Linked DNA regions of Mus musculus: regions 1 and 3 are each linked to region 2. Evidence: chromatin contacts called from public HiChIP or PLAC-seq and promoter capture Hi-C data. All regions are on one chromosome and are shown on one strand. Each heading gives the region's core, a stretch centred on a gene start, on an enhancer-like site or on the middle of the called end of the contact. The rest is flanking DNA. Distances are from core to core; before and after follow the strand shown. Region 1 holds the start of A130010J15Rik (RIKEN cDNA A130010J15 gene). Region 2 overlaps Hhat (hedgehog acyltransferase). Region 3 holds the start of Traf3ip3 (TRAF3 interacting protein 3).

What was found. Promoter capture Hi-C pulls out the DNA fragments that hold promoters and counts their contacts. HiChIP or PLAC-seq counts read pairs in DNA pulled down with a chosen protein or histone mark.
Region 1: a promoter capture Hi-C map of pre-B cells shows a contact between it and region 2. The contact joins the promoter of A130010J15Rik here to the enhancer-like site in region 2. A contact is called at or near these places in 7 of 39 promoter capture datasets (the C10 cell line, the HPC-7 cell line, cranial neural crest and 3 more) and 5 of 115 datasets of contacts at active chromatin or transcription factors (effector CD8 T cells, embryonic basal ganglia, embryonic stem cells and 2 more).
Region 3: an H3K27ac HiChIP or PLAC-seq map of the HPC-7 cell line shows a contact between it and region 2, with 7 times the contacts expected there. The contact joins the promoter of Traf3ip3 here to the enhancer-like site in region 2. A contact is called at or near these places in 3 of 39 promoter capture datasets (the C10 cell line and pre-B cells) and 4 of 115 datasets of contacts at active chromatin or transcription factors (the 230-238 cell line, the HPC-7 cell line, large pre-B cells and 1 more).

The regions. Positions count from the first base shown.
Region 1 is chr1:193,171,605-193,174,860 of GRCm38.p6, reverse strand. A130010J15Rik (RIKEN cDNA A130010J15 gene) reads right to left here and starts at 1,284. Exons shown (of 2, transcript NM_181048.3): 1 at 1,081-1,284; 2 at 1-616. The coding sequence starts at 519. Irf6 (interferon regulatory factor 6) reads right to left here. Exons shown (of 8, transcript NM_016851.2): 8 at 2,825-3,256.
Region 2 is chr1:192,751,362-192,754,638 of GRCm38.p6, reverse strand. The region is part of intron 2 of Hhat (hedgehog acyltransferase); the gene reads left to right. Among named protein-coding and RNA genes, the nearest start is that of Gm22265, 7.4 kb to the right of the region's middle. Within about 2 kb of position 1,353, at least 165 of the 459 cell types and tissues checked have an H3K27ac peak or open chromatin away from gene starts, as enhancers often do. A contact at or near this core is called in the 230-238 cell line, the HPC-7 cell line, effector CD8 T cells and 2 more, where this site is marked.
Region 3 is chr1:193,199,919-193,203,445 of GRCm38.p6, reverse strand. It overlaps Traf3ip3 (TRAF3 interacting protein 3), which reads left to right and starts at 1,900. Exons shown (of 16, transcript NM_153137.4): 1 at 1,900-2,151; 2 at 2,448-2,553.

The DNA of each region.
Region 1 (3,256 bases), core at 35-2,534, 420 kb before region 2:
ATATCCCAGGAGTATCCCAAATACAGTGCAGAGATTCCAGTCTGAGGAATGTAGCCTGGTGTAGGAGACTCCCTGAGACACATCTTTCTTAAGTCCTCGAAAACGTGTGATGACGTCAGCTATGAGAGATTTCAAGTCCGGGAGCTGGTCCACCGACCGGACAGAAGGATGAGGTTGGGAGCGGGAAACGTCCACGAAAGCTACAGTACCAAGCAGTGTCTGTTCCAAATGCTGACAGGCATACTCAGGACTGACAATAAAGTTATTCTCTCCAATCTCAAGAATGTGAAGTCCTGGCTCCAGGAAGCCCAGCCCCTGTAGTTCCTCCAGATAACTTTGGAGCGCCAATACTCCTGCAGAGTTGCAATCATAGAGTACAGCTGGCTTCAGCCCGCGGGCCACAGCCAGCACCTCTCCTGCCAGGTGAAGGCAGGTAGCTCGAGGTGGGCATTTTCTCTTGCCCATGCCCAGAGTCTGCTGAGCAGCTGCCACCAGCAGCTGAGGGCTTGGTGTTGACATAAGATCTGGAAGTTACATGACATATGGCCTCCTTAGCTAGCCACAGTTCCTTTCCCTGGGCCACACACAGTTCAGCTCCCAGCACTTGAGAAAGATCCTAGAAACAATATGGTAGGGGGAAATCGTTAATACTGTCAAGATGGGGTCACCAATGCTGCACCCCATTTCTCTGGCAGACTTAAGTTTACGAAATCGTCCTTCTAGTCACATTTACATTGTCTCTGGCTTCGATTCTAACTTTTACCTGGTGCAATTTATGCTCTGGGATTCAAACCTTACAGCAAAAGTTACCACTTCTCCCAAAACTGTCCAACTGGGACAGAACTCTGGGCTCTAAACTTCAGCGCCTGTAAGCTCTCCATTGCCAGCTCCTCAGACAGATCTCCACAGAGCGCTCACAGCAGCCTGATCAAACCAGCATAAGCTACAACGCGGAGTAATCACCGCCTCACCCTGCGACACTCAGGTAAGAGAAGCCGCTAGAACTGGGGCACGAGCCAGTTTAACACTTGCTGGACCCTCTTCCCTTCTAGGAAGGCACGCTCCCACCGCCACACCTACCCACACGTGCCTACGCGGTGGTAGACTAGTTACAAAAGGAAGCGCTCTGCCTCAAGACACTCGGCTAGCATTTCCGCCGCAGGTTCGGGGGCGCAGGAAGCCCTTCCGCCTGCCCGCCAGCGGCGTAGTGCCCTCCCACGCCCCACACTCGGTACTGTGAAAACCCGACAGTGTGTGCAGAAGCCCAGGGAAAGACAGCCTGACGTGCATGCGCACTGGCTTACTCCGCCTTTCCGTGACGTCATTTGAAAAGCAAACGCAAGCCAGAACCTTTGAAGAGGCTGCGGACGGAGTGGGAGGTAAAGCCACCTTAGACCCGCCCCTTCCGGTAGAGCCCCTGCGGGCGGGCCTTGCGAGGCGGAAGTGGAAGTGGGGGAGAAGCCGCTGGGACCGCCAGTTGTCAGTCCGCGGAATAAGGGACACCTCTCCTGTGGGCAATGCTGTAAAGCTTTATTTTGTATTATTATTTTTTTAATGTACCTAAATTCTGAACTTGACAGGTATGCCAAGGCCATGCATATTCACTCCTTTTTTAAAAATCGCCTTATTGTGTGGGCGTGCACAATGGCGCCCTGTCAGCTCTCGCTTCCACCTTGTAAGAGGGTCCGAGGTACTGAACTCAGGAAGCCAGCCTGCTGAGCAAGTGCCATTAACTGCTGAGCCAGTACTGTTGTACTATGTGTTGCAGGGGCTGGCCCGGAACGGGACTTCTCGTTCTCTGGTTTATGCCGCGTTGGGGATTGAGCTCTGGAATTCACGCGTGCCAAACACTACTAACTGTATGTCTGCAGCCTGAGTATTCACTCTCAGTGTGCCGAGGTACTGCATTGTACCTTCTTCATGGAGCTCAAAGCCCGAGAGTCCAGTTTGCTGATCATCTTATTTTAAAAGATTGATTTTTATTTCCATTCATAAGTTTGTGCAGGTGCCCAGGAAGCCAGAAAAGGGAGTAGGGTCACCTGGAGCTGAATAAGTTAAAAATATTGTGAGCTGCCTAACACGGGCTTTGGGAACGGAATTCAAATCTTTGGGAGAAAAAGCAGGTCTCATCTCTACAGCCACACTGTTGTGGTGGGGATTTGTTTGTTGAGACAATGTCTTGCTATGTATTCCTCAAACATGACAATCCTCCTGCCTCAGCCTCGGAAGTTCTGAGGTTAGAGTCTACCCTAATTGAATGATACCTCAAGGAGTTATCTATACCTCAAGGAGGATGGGCAAAACTAAGGAGGGGAACACCATCTAGGAAGCCAAAGGTGAGTTAACATCCTTACTGGCCGCTTCAAGGCCACCCATGCCCCTGACCATAACCTCTGACCCACTGCTTTGTAAGTAAACCTAATGGACTCCTTGGTACCCCAGATTGAACTTCGGTGGAACTGTACCCTCATCTGCCATTAGGACCTTAGAAAGTGCCTTGTTCCTTTCTCCAGAGAAGTCTTACAGCAGATAGGAAGGTCAAATGTTGACATAAGGAATTTGCCTATATCTTCTGTGAAGGAAATCTTAAGAAAACTCTAGCCTGGACAAATGGCCCCAAGTTATGGGCAGCAAAATGGAGACCCAGACTGGAGGTTTTACAGTGGTGCTATGCTGGTACCTTCATACCAAAAAGGACCAGCAGTGTGTTAAAGACAGACAGACAGTATGTAAGGAGGATCAGTTTGTAGGGCCTGCCAGTCTAACTTAGGTTCTCAGCTCAGGGGGAGTCAGTACTAAAAATTGATAGAACCAGTACTCTAGCTTTATATTTTTTTCTTCCCAAGTTTATTTTACGTTCTCATGATAGTTAGCAATAAATCTCCAAATTGAAAGACGTAGGTCATTTATTACAGCACAAATATCTTAGAACACACTGTATCAGACACTGCTAAAGACCTGGCAATAAATCTAAGACAAACAGTTTTGACTTTCCAAGTTGGCAGTCAGTCAAGCAGAACATAGATGCGGAGCAATTTACAAACGACACAGTTACTCTTAAAGTTTAAGATGCTACATGAACATACAACTGAGAACTGTGGAGAGGAGATGAGATTCAGCATCTGCCTTCAGGGTTTATCTGTAGTGGTTCTTTTAACATTGGAGTTAATCTGGAGTGCACAGTAAGGAAAAGGAGGAACTGGGGGAAATCCTCCTCCCTTCTGAGTCTTCAAATGAAGGCAGGAAGAAGACAGCT
Region 2 (3,277 bases), core at 104-2,603:
CATCCTCATGAGTTCAGTGGCAAAATAAACAAATACATAAATAAATAATTCATTTTTAAAAAGCTGAAGGTTTGTAATCTTAGGTGGGGGTTAGGGGTGGGGGTGGTGTGAGGGACTGAGGTGGAGGGTGGAGGAGTCGGGTAGGTGGGTGGAGATATAGACAGGCAGATACCCAGGGATTGCTGGTCCACTAGTCTAACCTGTTTGACAAGTTCCAGTCCAGTGAGAGACCTTGTTTCAAAACATAAGGTGGACAGTGTCCCTGAGGGACATCAACCAAGGTTGTCCTCTGATCTCTACATACAAATATATACACTCTCGTGTACACACACACACACACACACACACACACACACACGCACACACGCACAAAGACATAAAAAAAAAACACTACCAATAATGAGTGTTGGGTTGTGTTCCCTTGCAGTACCTCATCAGACGAGAGATGATTTTCTCTTTTTGACCTGCTAATGATATTTTTATTTTAAGGGAATAAAGTTTTCAGGAGCAACCACAGTGACTTCTGCTGTGTACCTTCCCTGGCCATGGTATTTTATCAACCTCTTTTCTCTGAATTGAAAAGACAATCAGTTTCTGAGTGTGCCTGGTCAGACCTCGGTTTTATCCTTGGAGATTCCAACATGGCACCGAGACTCTTTCGTATACCATGGGCCCCTTCCTTTCTTGTAAACCATGTAACTGGTGCCTGAAGTCTCTGTCGCTTGCTTTCACTCTCTTGCAAGCTTGTGGCTACCCAAGTTCCCTTCGAAGCAAGATTCCTCGAAAAGTTCCCAAGTGTTTCTGGGCTATTAGCATATTTACCTTTGTCTTTTTAAGGCAGTGTGATGATAATATTTTTCAAGGTTCCTGAGCTTTTCGGATGTGTCGACCACACTCCAGAGTCAAATACTGCATGTACCTTATGTCCCTGTCTTAAGAAATTGTTCAGATTTATCCATTTAGCAGATTTATTTTCTTTCTCAAAGAACAAAGTTTGGCAGCTTTTCTGTTTTCTGTGATAATCACTTTCTAATGAAAGTAGCCATGTGGGATCCTGCTGACCCAATAGTCTGCAAGCATGCCTTTCTGCAGAAGTTGCCTGTTACTGACATTTGCATAAATGGACTTCTGCCTTCTGTAGATTTGAGGTTTCAGGTCACCTACTTCCCCTTCTTTAGCTGTCAGTGAACTGTTGCTAATGTCTTTGTAAACGAGTGCTAACACCCGGGGATCTAAAAACAGCTTTCCTGGTGCAGAGTTTCTGTCTGACTTGCCACCTCTCATTTCTTTGTTATTATGTAGCAGTTGTCTCCAGAGTAGGATACAGCTGTAGCGAACACGCTTGCCCCACGCTTTCACTTTCCCCTGTTAGCCCTGCAGGCACAGCCATTAATAATCTGGGTCTATGAGAGCATGACACAGCAGCGGTTGTAATAATGAGAGCTTGACACAGCAGCAGTTGTTAAGTGGGCCTTTTCCTTTACATGGTTCATGCAATGCATCAACCTCTCACAGGACAAGGGCTGGGTGAAAAGGCAAGTACTAACTGTTGCAATTGAGGATTTGTTTGCAAGTGGGTTGGTGACTTTAGAGAGCTTATTCTACCATGTGGGTGGGGGAGGCAAGGGATCCTGTCCTTGAACAGGTGGCCTTGCCTAGGGAGCTTGCTGAGGGTGAGAGGGGCCACTGAGGGGACTTTGGTGATAGGACTTGAGTGCCTCGCTCTGCAGGTTGCCAAGGATTGAATCTGTCTCCCAGTGTCCTTACATCAAAGCTTCCAGTGTGTCAGATGGCACTTGACCAAGTCCTTGTCACTCACAAAACTACTGAGTCACTGCCTTCCTCCAGGGATACCAGATCTCTTAGCCCAGCCCCTTTCAGGCTTGCTTTGTTATTGCCTTCTGTGTTGGTTATTGTCCTTACAGAACTTTTCACCAATCACAGCAACGTGGTGGTTGAGAAAACAGGCAATGATGTGGAGTGTCTTCCTCATTCCCTACCTGCTTTATTGCTTTGAGACAGGGTCTCTCACTGATTAGTCTAAGCTAGCTGCTCTGCAGCCTTGGAGATTCTCCAGTTTCCACCTCTCCGGGACTGGGTTTATAGATGTGTGCTGCTGTACTAGGCTTTTCCTGTTTGTCCTGGGGATCTGAACTCAAGACTCCATGAGCACATGAGACTTCATGGTACAGTGAGCACTCTACTAATGATGCCATCTCCCCATGCCCCTCTGCCCAGAACATGGCTCTATCAGCAATTGGCTTAAGTTCAGAGTTCAGGAGGCTTGGTCTGCTTGGGAGGTCTTCCTGACCTTGGTTATTTTGCATCCTATTTACAGATCTCATGTGTTTTTATTGAGTTATTTGTGACCCACATTCTCATTCTCTGAGAGAATTGGAGGAAGAAAGAAGAGGTTGAAGCCCTGGGTCTCAAAAGTCATGGAAAACCTATCCTACCATGTATGTCTCTGCTGTAGCATAGTCTGCTTATGAGGTTTTTTTTATAATAATAATAATAATAAATTTATTTGCCAGAATATGATGATACAGGTATGCCATTTTCTTTTTTTTTTTATTTATTAGGTATTTTCTTCATTTACATTTCCAATGCTATTCCAAAAGTCTCCCATACATCCCCCACTCCCCTACCCACCCACTCCCACTTCTTGGCCCTGGCGTTCCCCTGTACTGAGGCAGATAAAGTTTGCAAGACCAAGGGGCCTCTCTTTCCAATGATGGCCGACTAGGCCATCTTCTGATACATATGCAGCTAGAAACACGAGCTCTGGGGCGGGGGGGGGGGGGTACTGGTTAGTTCATATTGTTGTTCTACCTATAGGGTTGCAGACCCCTTTAGCTCCTTGGGTACTTTCTCTAGCTCCTCCATTGGGGGCCCTGTGATCCATCCAATAGCTGACTGTGAGCATCCACTTCTGTGTTTGCTAAGCCCTGGCATAGCCTCACAAGAGACAGCTATATCAGGGTCCTTTCAGCAAAATCTTGCAGGTATAAGCAATGGTGTCAGCATTTGGAGGCTGATTATGGGATGGATCCCTGGGTATGGCAGTCTGTAGATGGTCCATCCTTTCATCTCAGCTCCAAACTTTATCTCTGTAACTCCTTCCATGGGTGTTTTGTTCCCAATTCTAAGAAGGGGCAAAGTGTCCACACTTTGGTCTTCATTCTTCTTGAGTTTCATGTGTTTTGCAAATTGTATCTTGTATCTTGGGTATTCTAAGTTTCTGGGCTAATATCCACTTATCAGTGAGTACATATCA
Region 3 (3,527 bases), core at 651-3,150, 450 kb before region 2:
GGGATGAATACTATTGCTCCCACCCAATGACTGGATGTTGGACCACCTCTGAGATGTGTGGACATCTGATTTAAAAGTGACCAGCAAAATCCTTGAAAGACTAAAGAGCAAAGTCTTCGAAAGACTAACAACAGTTTGCCTACCCCAGACCTCCTGACAGACTCAAGGTTTGTCAATCAGCTTTCCCTCGCCTTAACAAACTCCCCCAAAAAATAAGTTATGAAGAGAGAAGTTTGGAAGGTTCATTCCATGATCAGTTACCTCAGACGTTTCCAGGCCTGTGATGAGGTGAACAGCAGAGCAGAACTTCGTGATAGGGCAAAAGCTCACCTCATGACTAGAAAGTAAAAAGTGGAGAGAAGAGCCTAGATGGACTCTCCCCTCTGAGGACACACTACCAACAGTCTAACTGCCTCCCAATAAGCCCATTCCCAAGATTCTAGCACCTTCCAGCAGTGCTGAGGTGGGGAGCTAGGCTCTGAGATGTGGAACTTTGGGGGATCCAAACCACAGCATATAGATAGATAGATAGATAGATAGATAGATAGATAGATAGATACCACTAGTAGACTAATAAAAGTACCTGGAGCTTTATTCTAGAATAAATTACTTGGGCTGGTAATGCACTCATGTATTCATGCACCCATGCACTCATGCACTCATGTACCCATGTACTCATGAACCCATGCTATGTGACTTTGAACTTGCATTAACATTAGTCCCAGTAGCATGAGTATAGCACCCAAAGAGTACCCAGCCATAGATAAGAATTTGATCTCTGTATACATTTCTATATAGTTTTTAATAAAGTCCAAAAGGATCTATGGCAATTCTGATACAATCTCCTGTCTCCCTGTGTTCTCGGGTATTTCTCACCCTAGGAGCCTCCTTGGTCTGGGTTCTAGTATAAGAATCTGGCCTGCGTGCTTCCTTCCTGCCTACTTCTTGACTTTTTCTCTTAAGAGAATGAGGAAATAGCAGTCATGAAGAGGACTGTGATAAGTTCTCCATGTTAACAAAACTTATCCTAGCTACTTGAATATATCATTATCTGCCTCACACCTGCTTCATACCTGTCTCACACCTGCCTCACACCTGTCTCACACCTGCCTCACACATTTCGAACTGTATAGTCTCCATACTGAGTGGCTTGTTCAGAAGGTTGCAGAGCAGTCCTTGAACTTGTACAAACTCAGTTTCCTGTTTATCTATCCTGAGTTGCTCTGGGATTTCCCATTTGTAAGTTTCTTTTTAATGTATCAGTTCTCTTTAATTTTTCCCAAAATTTCTTAGTTCAATTCACTGGGATTTTTCAGATTCTTTTGGCTACCTGCCTTCTGCCCTCTAGCCCTCCATATTTCACCCCTCCACACTGCCTCATAAAGACATGAATCCAGGATGCCCTCAAGGATCTGGAACTCCACAAAACACACAGATCCTTCAGACCACAGGAGACTCTACCCAATGCCAGTATTGGGAAAAAGAGACTCCAAACAGCTAGATGGTATGAGAAACATCCCTCCTGGGTCTTACCACAGAAGTGGCAAGGTATAGATATGGCCCAGAATTCATCCCTGTGTAGTCCTAGAAAAACATTTTTTTTTAAACAGGGTTTCATGTAGCTCAGGCTAGCCTTGAACTCAATATGGATGATCTTGACCTCCTGGTCCTCCTGCCTCTACTTCCTGAATGCCGGGGTTTCAGGTCTGGCTTTTAATGCTGGGGGTGGAGTCTAGGGCTTTGTGCTTGCTAGGCAAGTAAGCACTCTACCTACCGAGCTACAGCACCAACCAGAGGAAGTGAATACTGGGCTGAAACTGCCAGAGAGCAGACCAATCAGGTAGTTGGAGAGTGGGTGCCTGGGTGGACTTCCTCACCAGCCCTGGAGGCCCCAAGAGTGCAGGGGCCCTCTCAAATTGCTAAGGGCAAGGAGAGGAACTGAGGTTTGTGAACACTGTGGCTTGTGTTTCCTGTTTCAGCATGCTGCTGTGCGAAAATAACGTCAGTATAAGAAGAAAATGGTGAGGGGGTTTAGAAACTTCTTCAGAAACTCGGCTTGACAGCTTCCCCAGCCTTCTGAGACCAGAGAGACCTAGAAAGAAAGGGCTGAAGGCTCTCCTGAGACACTTGAGACAGAACCTGGGACTTGAGGTAACTGTGGAGGAAGATGCTTTGGGATCTTGGTTTGGATCTGCTGACTTAGGGTGGGGCAGAATACGCTCTGCCATGCCAGCCTCCTGCGTAGCAGCAGGTGGTAGAATGTACTCGATGGGGCTTGTATGACAAAAAAACATCCTGTGCTAGAGACCTCAGGCAACCACAGGGTATGGCTCCCAGCTCTGCTCCGTCTGATGGCTTCGGTTAGGTGTGAGTTGCATGGCTTGGTGTTGGTGTGCTCTGCATCCATAACACAAATTAAATGACTTTTCCCAATCCCTTCAATGTAGGGATCCCTGTAACAGGCTCTTCAGCTCCCGCTGAGAACTCTGAACTAAGAAGGCCAGATTCGTGTAGGAAGCCACCCATCATCTCCTCTGCATACACAGCCAGGAGGTAGGTGCAAAACTGTGGCAAGTCAACATGTCTGTAGTTGAGGGGCAGTGTGCTGCTGTCTTCCTGTGCAGGAAGGAGAGCCTTCCCTAGCCAGTACTAGCCCTTCCTCCGAGCTCTAACTAGGCCCTTTCATGTTGGCCAGGGGTACCTCAGAAACTACAGAAATCCTGGGCAGTGGCCTTGTGACCTTTTTCTGAACTACAGGACCAGTTCCTTTTTTTCTATAGCCTGTCCCTGTCCATCAGACTTTCCATAGCCTACTTGCGTTAAAGCAAGCCAGGATGATCCCACCATCCTAGAAGGCTGTGTGGTTCCATACAGGTGTCACGCCACACCCCAGGAGGTGTAGAAGGCTATGGGTTTGGAGACACTCCTCTCTCTAGGGAGCCATTCCTATTGCAACTTCCTAAGCATTAAGACCTAATGATGCAGAGAGTAAAATAGCCATATTTCAGTGGCCCTACAGACAATAGATGGAGAACAGGAAGAGACATCCTCACAGACCTGTTCTCAACCCCTCAGACCTTTCTTCTTCCCGTCTGGAAGGTAGGGAACCTGGGAGCTCCCTCTGGTAAGTCCCACAGTGGGGAGCCTAAGCCCTCACACTTATAATGGCATCTCCTTTCTTCACCTACCTGTTCTTTGACTTCCTGTCTGACCTAATTGAGTTGATGATTACATCCAGACCACACAGAAGTGTTTTGTCCTTGTAACCCAAACTCAGAGACTACAGGAACCACAGTAAAATTATTCCAAGATGGAGCTACAAGCCCTGTTCAGAACTGAGAGTGGGAGTAGGGGAGTCAGAGGGCAAAATTGATCATTCTCTGTCCTACAGTCTGGCGTTCCCTGGGGCATTTGATTCACAGCACCAAGTTTTCAGTATTCAGCGCCAGCCATGATAACTACAATATTTTTATATCTATTATTTTTAAAAGGCTGTCGCTTATCATATGCCATGTGGTAGGTATATG